Regions from separate parts of the Gasterosteus aculeatus genome. Here region 2 is linked to region 1. The links are chromatin contacts, called in public Hi-C maps. All regions are on one chromosome and are shown on one strand. The core of a region is the stretch at or near the end of the contact, and the rest is flanking DNA. Distances in the headings are between cores, read along the strand shown.

Region 1 (3,266 bases), core at 231-2,730:
CCGCATTAGCATTTATTTATATCAGTAAAACAAAACTTGTCCTTCACGTCAATCACAATACGCTTAAAAGATAATAAGGTATTCAGTCAGGCTACTAATTGTCACGTACGCAATTTTTTAGCAGTCAGAATGTGGAACAAAAGTTAAAGAGGGCTTTCTTACTTGTATTGGTTCTCAGCGTTGCTGTAGCCTTGGTTTTGGTCATCTACACTGTAGCTGGACTGGTAAAAGTCTGTGTTCAAATTGTCAAACCCCGACATCTCTCACTCTGTTGGACACACGGAAACAGAACCACAACATATCAGCTAGGATGAGTATTTTCATCTACAGAGAGTCTCCAAACTAATCAAAAGTATTGGTATGTTGAAGATGGAGGCACTGTATCAAAAAGTAAAGAGAAGTCAAATGTAAATTATTAGTATTACGTTTTGGTACACATCTATCATCAAAACAACAATGACTTTGGGACAAGTTCACCAGCCTATTGGTCACATCATTAATGAATTAATACATGTCCAAGCACGAGGGAGTACAGTTCAACATCTTTTTATTGCATTATCCAAAAATAGCCCCTGGGCGACTGCTGCATTCTACTTTTTAAGACACTACTTTCGGTAAAACTAAGACAGGGAGATTAATACGGAGTCAAACATTTCTACATCCATAACTTAATTTTAATTACGCTAAATTTATGTAATAACATTAGCGTTACATAAGTTTTTCTGAAAACATTCCGTTCGTTATAACGTTAGTTAACGTTACATTATTGTCTCACACTGGAATAGCGTACGGTGGCGTTAAGTGATGAATAAAACCGTAAAAGGCTAATTTCTTCCAAACAATAACTTAAAGGCTTAGGGGGCATTGCTAACAGGACTGTTAATAGTTAGAACATTACCGTTATCTTCATATGAATTGGACTAGCGTTAATATAACTATGAGCTACGTTAGCATCCAATGCTAACAGGACAGTAGCCATCCACAAAACAAAGACACAAATAACGTCAAGTTAGACATCGTTAGTTTATTGTGAGTCGACCTTTAGAATCAACTGTATTGGCTATGAGAAGGCTGGACAATTACAACTCATTTAAAGGAGAACTCGACAAAATATGCTGCTAATATAAAAACAAGCTAGCGGGCAGGCTCCGGGTGGCTAACGCAACGTTACCTGCTGCCAGTTGGTTGAATAATGCTAACGTTAGCTATAACCGCAGTGGAGACCAGGCATGCATAAACGCGCATTCCGTCACCAGTCGCGTTAATATCCCAATCAACTTTTCTTTCACAGTTTCTATAGCGAATGCTAATGCTTACCCGCCGTACCAGAGCACTGCCAACTTTGGCTGTGGTTGCTACGTGTCAGGATAACGGTGAATCTTCCGGTTTGCTACGTAGCCGACGGGAAGCCGTTAGGGACATTTGCAAATTGCTCTTTGCCTGAAAATATGGCGCTGTCCTAAAGGCGACTGCTGGTATTACATTGCATTACAAGTAAAACACATTATGTATTAAAATATATTTACAAGCTGCGCCAAAGGAAAGACAATGCATGAAGAATACACATCATCATATATTATAAACAATTCTCTATTTTCTTGTCTGATTTGCAAATTCAGTTTTCATACAAAAATAGGAAACATTATGGACGCAAGACTGTGAATTCCTAAGGTGAAAGGGATGTTGTTAAACACCTCAAATGTAAATGTATTATTTTTTACACCACAGCTAGGTAGGAAACCCTACTGTGTCCAAACGTATAGTCTGATAAAACCAGGGTGACCCTGGTTTTTATGCAAATAGAAACAGAGGGTAGAAGTTGATTTTAACGGAGCAAACGCTGGAACCCTGGCAAGAACAAAGGTAGTCTCTTTCATCTGGATGCAGAGGAGCAGATCAATCACTGCCAGTGCAGAACAACTTCACCGCTACGATGTATGCAGGTAAATCCATCCTCTTTGATGATGACTGATGACATAAAATAATAAGTTGAGGACCCCAGTTCAGAGGAAATAGCGACGGTAGTCTCAGGTAGTTTGACCTTTAATGACAAGAATGATAGTAAGAAATCCCTGTTCCCTTCTCAGGATCTATTATAAAGTCCATATTAACTCAATTGGCGACAGCTCGACATCCTTCCTGGAGTTGGAGAATTCTTTACAAAACGAGAAATGGGAAAAATATTGCAAAAATTGAAAAAGGCATGGAGGAAAATCTTATTGACAGGAGACATTTTGAGCTTCTTCTCTTATTGAGTTATTAGTCCCACCCACACAACGCATAAAGAAGCCTTTGGTCAGTGCTGCACAAAGCAGTTGCCTCAGCAAGGCTACAAGATTTTCGAGGACATTTTCTTACCAGAACACTTTGTGCCCATCTGTCCGATTTTGCTCAAAGAGAGTTCGTATTAGAGGCAGTTTAAAGCTGAAAAGCATGCAAAGGCAACACATATTATAAACAAATTATTAATTGGGTGGATGAGAAATGACAAACAAACAATCCCTATAAATTAACAAGCCTTTCAACTATTCAGGCCTGACATGGATCGCTCCTCTGCCTCAAGAGGACCAAAATCAATTTGATGCACCAAATATGTCATTTCTACAGAAACACCCATGATTAATCATGTGCAGAAATTAGCCTCCTCACCCTATTGCTTCTCATCTTTCTTTAGACTTTTAATCATTTCTGAACTTAAAGAACATCTATTTCTATATAATTCATTTAATGAATGAAAAGTTCCAGAGGGTAATTGAATTTGGGGCATAGATTGCCGTATTCTGTCATAATTGGCTTTTTTAATAAAATCCCTGCCATAATCCCGCTGTAAATACCTCTGTGGATTAGAACTACTAGTTTCCCTACTCTTACGCAACCCCTCGTCGCCAACCACCTACTGTGGCCTAAATTTAGATTGAGTATTATTGTTCTCCTTCTGCATTAAGCAAACTGAAAATGTGAACCCAAACACACACACACACACACACACACACACACACACACACACACACACACACACACACACACACACACACACACACACACACACACCTCTATTTTTAGCAGAGAGGGATGGGCAAGATTAAATAATTCCTTTAATTCATCTAATTCAATTTCCTGCCAAACCATTGATACGACAGCTGCACAGATCATAAATTAGCAGGCATCTGGTACTTGCAGGGTGCTTTCACTGAAGCAGCTTTCTTCTCTCTGTGTGAGTGAGCTACACGATCACTAAAATAACAATCAGCAGATGAAGAGTGTGT
Region 2 (3,583 bases), core at 1,021-3,520, 87 kb before region 1:
ACGGCCAACTGAAAACAGTGCAAGAATAGAATGTTGGTTAACAGCTAAAACCCTGTAGCCACATTTTTTGTTCTTTTTACAGGCCAGAAAACACCAAATATTAGAAGCACTCTGGCCTCACATCGATATTGTTAATCGATAGTAAAACAATCTGTTATTTCCAATGTTTATGAGCTTCATTTTAAAGCGCCTGTAAGGTTGTAATGAGTTTTGGGTAAATGATGGCAGTAATATAATGCAATTATTTCTCTTTCTCAGCGCTGTCTCCCTTTACTAAAACCCACATCTCCGCCTCCAACTGGATCCAGTTAGAGTCCTAACGTGACCACATGGTCCAAAAAAAGAAACAACTCGTGTGTGTTATTTCCTTCATATTTTTCTTAATCTTCTCGGACATTTTTTTCAAGTGTGTTTCCGCCCAGCGGTCTCCGGAAATGCACATTACGCTCTATCTGTTCCCCGGTTAGTCATCCCTCTAACTGCCTTGTTGTTTAACAAAGCAGCTGTGCTCCCCGGAGGACAAGTCTCTTATTGGACTCTCCGGAAGATGGACGATATTATGCGAAAGCTAAAAGAAATTCACATTAAGTTTCCCTCGCTGCCTCCTCACTAATTCGTTGTTAACTGCAGATAACACTGATCGATTTGTAGTGACAAAGTGATTTGATACGATGATTTTATCGGCAAAAATGTAAATTTTTTTGTTGTTTTATCCACGTAGGAAGCCAGGAAAAAGTACGACAAGGAGACTGAGAAGTACTGCGCAGTGCTGGAGAAACACCTCAGCCTTTCGGCTAAAAAGAAGGAGTCCCATCTGCACGAGGTAAGATGGTGTCTGGCTTCTTTCTCATTCATCATCCGTGTTTTTCCTCCGTCTGTCACTTCTGCTAATGTCCTTCCTCTCTGTAGGCGGACAACCAGGTCGATAACGTCCGGCAGCATTTCTACGAGGTCTCCCTGGAGTACGTCTTCAAGGTGCAGGAGGTCCAAGAGAGGAAGATGTTTGACTTTGTGGAACCCGTAAGACGCACTTTTTTATTTTTTATTTGTATACTTTTAGAGCTGTAATCAGACTCCAAAAAAAAAAAGAATCTGGCCCGACCCTCCATGAACCCTAAATGTCTCTCTCCAAGACACAGCAGCACTTTAGAGTCAGAACCTGATTTTAAAAAAATATATATATATATATATGTTTCCACTGTAATATGAATAAAAACTGAAACCAGGTCATTGAACGCAAATGCAGATACGCACAGACGGTCGTGCACATTTTTCCTCATTCATTATTCCGGAGTCTGGACCGGGTTGTGGTTGTTAAGTCAACATCAGCGCCGACCCGACTTTATTCGAAATTCCAGTCCGGGTTTTGGCTGCTAATCAAAGCGATACATCAGCATCTCCACAGAGTAGGTCTAATTAACACTTCTGTTGTATTTTCTGCCGTTTTAGTAATACATTTTTTTCCACATTATATGTTTGGTCAATAATTATGCAAGAAAAACATTTTTCCACTTTTTAAACTTTTCCATCGGTTTCTTCTTTCTCCTCCTCCACCCGGTCTTCACTAACCCACTTGTGCTTCCCCCACTTCCTCCAAATCTCAACCTTTTCCTGCTGTTCTTTCGACATTTCCACTTGTGCTTTGCCTTCACAGTGCATCTGCAGTTCCACATCTGTCCACATCTCTCTTCTTTCATCTCTCTCTCTAATTTCCCTGCTCTTTTTGTTTCCCTCAGCTGTTAGCGTTCCTCCAAGGCCTGTTCACCTACTATCACCACGGCTATGAGCTGGCAAAGGATTTCAACCACTTCAAGACTGATCTCACCATCAGCATACAGAATGTAAGGTCTCACACACACGTGTACTCCAAAAGCACCATAACCACCCGAAAATAAATCAACATTTAAGGATTTAAAAGGTTGAAGTTTTGTTTATCAAAATGCTTTGTTGAAGCGTTGAGAGTGAAATAAGGCCGTCGAAAAGGTCACCTTCACTTGCCCAGAGGAAACCTCTAGAAAGGCACAAGTTGTCTTGAGAGAAAATATTCCTCCAAACGTGAACAGCCTGCCTGCAGGCCGAGAGGAGTCGTTGCCAGTTAAGCTGACCCAGGATCAGGCCGTGCGACGAGAGACCTCAGGCGTGTGCTCCTGTGCGCTTGTGTTGACAGACGAGGAACCGCTTCGAGAGCACGCGGTCGGAGGTGGAGAGCCTCATGAGGAAGATGAAGGAGAATCCACATGAACACAAGAGTGTCAGCCAGCACACCATGGAGGGATACCTGTTTGTGCAGGAGAAGCGTGAGTATCGCCACAGTTCTGTGCGTGTGCGTGTGTGTGTGTGTCTGTTGGTGTGTTTGTACATCTTACAAAGAGGGGACAATTCAGCGACAATCAACAGTGTTGCAAGTCTGATCTGTGGGCGACGTGACGGCAGCTCTGACCATGTGCCGTTACCGTGGTAACCTATTCAGCACGCAGGCATGACTAAGACTCCTTCTTGTTTCGTGCTCTTTTTATTTTTTTTTTCATTTAACCCCTGCCCCCTCCCACCCCCCCCGAATGTTTGACATCAGCTGTGTCTCTTGATGGTTTTGTTTTCATCCCTCCCTCTCTTCATCCGTCTCCGTCTCCCCAGGCTCTTTTGTCTCAACCTGGGTGAAGTACTACTGCACCTACCACCGTGAGCCCAAGCGGGTCACCATGGTCCTGTTTGACCCTAAATCAGGAGGGAAAACGGTGAGTGGCTTTGGCATTTAAATACATATGAGGTTACAGTGTCTCTGATTCGTCCTCCTGCGTGGACGCAGAAGGGGCGCTTCATCATCACGTTGTAACGTTGATTTTGAATCCCAGTGAGCTGCTATTTTAAGGGGAGTTGGTTGGTTACCTGCATTAAGATCTCCAGCTTCAAGAATCGTAGTTATTTTATTGCCGTTTGATCGTTTAAAACGTTTTATTTCTAGATTTTATTAGAATTCTACATACGCAAATACACAACGTGTAACAGAACCAACACATCAATGTGTATTTTGGTCGTTTCCAAAAAGTTCTCAATCAGTCTTCCGACACCTAGCACCGTGCGTCAGAGACGCTCCCCTATGTCATGGCAGCACGCAGTCATACGGGCAAATATTCCTCCCACAACAGCAGCCCTCATGCATGAGAGCATTGCCAAAGATGTTTTTAGTGAGCAGCGACTATTAGTGCTATCTGCTATTACTGCGTCCACCCACACACAAAGCGGATGCAGGTTCCGGCGGGGGGGGGGGGGGGGGGGGGGTTCTGAGGATTCTCACAGAGCATTTTACAGTTGCCAACGGAAGGAAAAATAGAACATCAGGATAAATCGAAGATATGGACGTGTCTCATAAACGGAACCAGTCGGGGCTCAAACCGCCACGATTGTTGTGCGCGTCAGAAAACTGTCTGCGGCCTCCGTTGCTCTCCGGCATCATTAAAAAGAACAGCGAATCTGATTATGCGACACGTACTTGAGGGTTTTACGTCATCTGTTTTCTGTGTTGTCCAGGAAAACATTCATCATCGTCTCAAACACTTGTGTTTAGTCTGTCAGTTTGTTTTTG

What was found. A called contact is a pair of places that touch in the nucleus more often than the background predicts.
Region 2: a contact with region 1 is called in a Hi-C map of liver, with 4 times the contacts expected there. The contact joins the enhancer-like site here to the promoter of yipf5 in region 1. A contact is called at or near these places in 4 of 6 Hi-C or Micro-C datasets (liver, skeletal muscle and whole body).

The regions. Positions count from the first base shown.
Region 1 is chr7:26,923,805-26,927,070 of fGasAcu3.hap1.1, reverse strand. It overlaps yipf5 (Yip1 domain family, member 5), which reads right to left and starts at 1,480. Exons shown (of 6, transcript XM_040182443.2): 1 at 1,327-1,480; 2 at 163-268. The coding sequence starts at 260.
Region 2 is chr7:27,011,323-27,014,905 of fGasAcu3.hap1.1, reverse strand. LOC120822725 (rho GTPase-activating protein 26) reads left to right here. Exons shown (of 23, transcript XM_078106792.1): 5 at 722-823; 6 at 910-1,020; 7 at 1,737-1,841; 8 at 2,168-2,297; 9 at 2,635-2,735. Among protein-coding and RNA genes, the nearest start is that of LOC120822725, 27 kb to the left of the region's middle. Within about 2 kb of position 2,270, at least 3 of the 9 cell types and tissues checked have open chromatin away from gene starts, as enhancers often do. A contact at or near this core is called in liver, where this site is marked.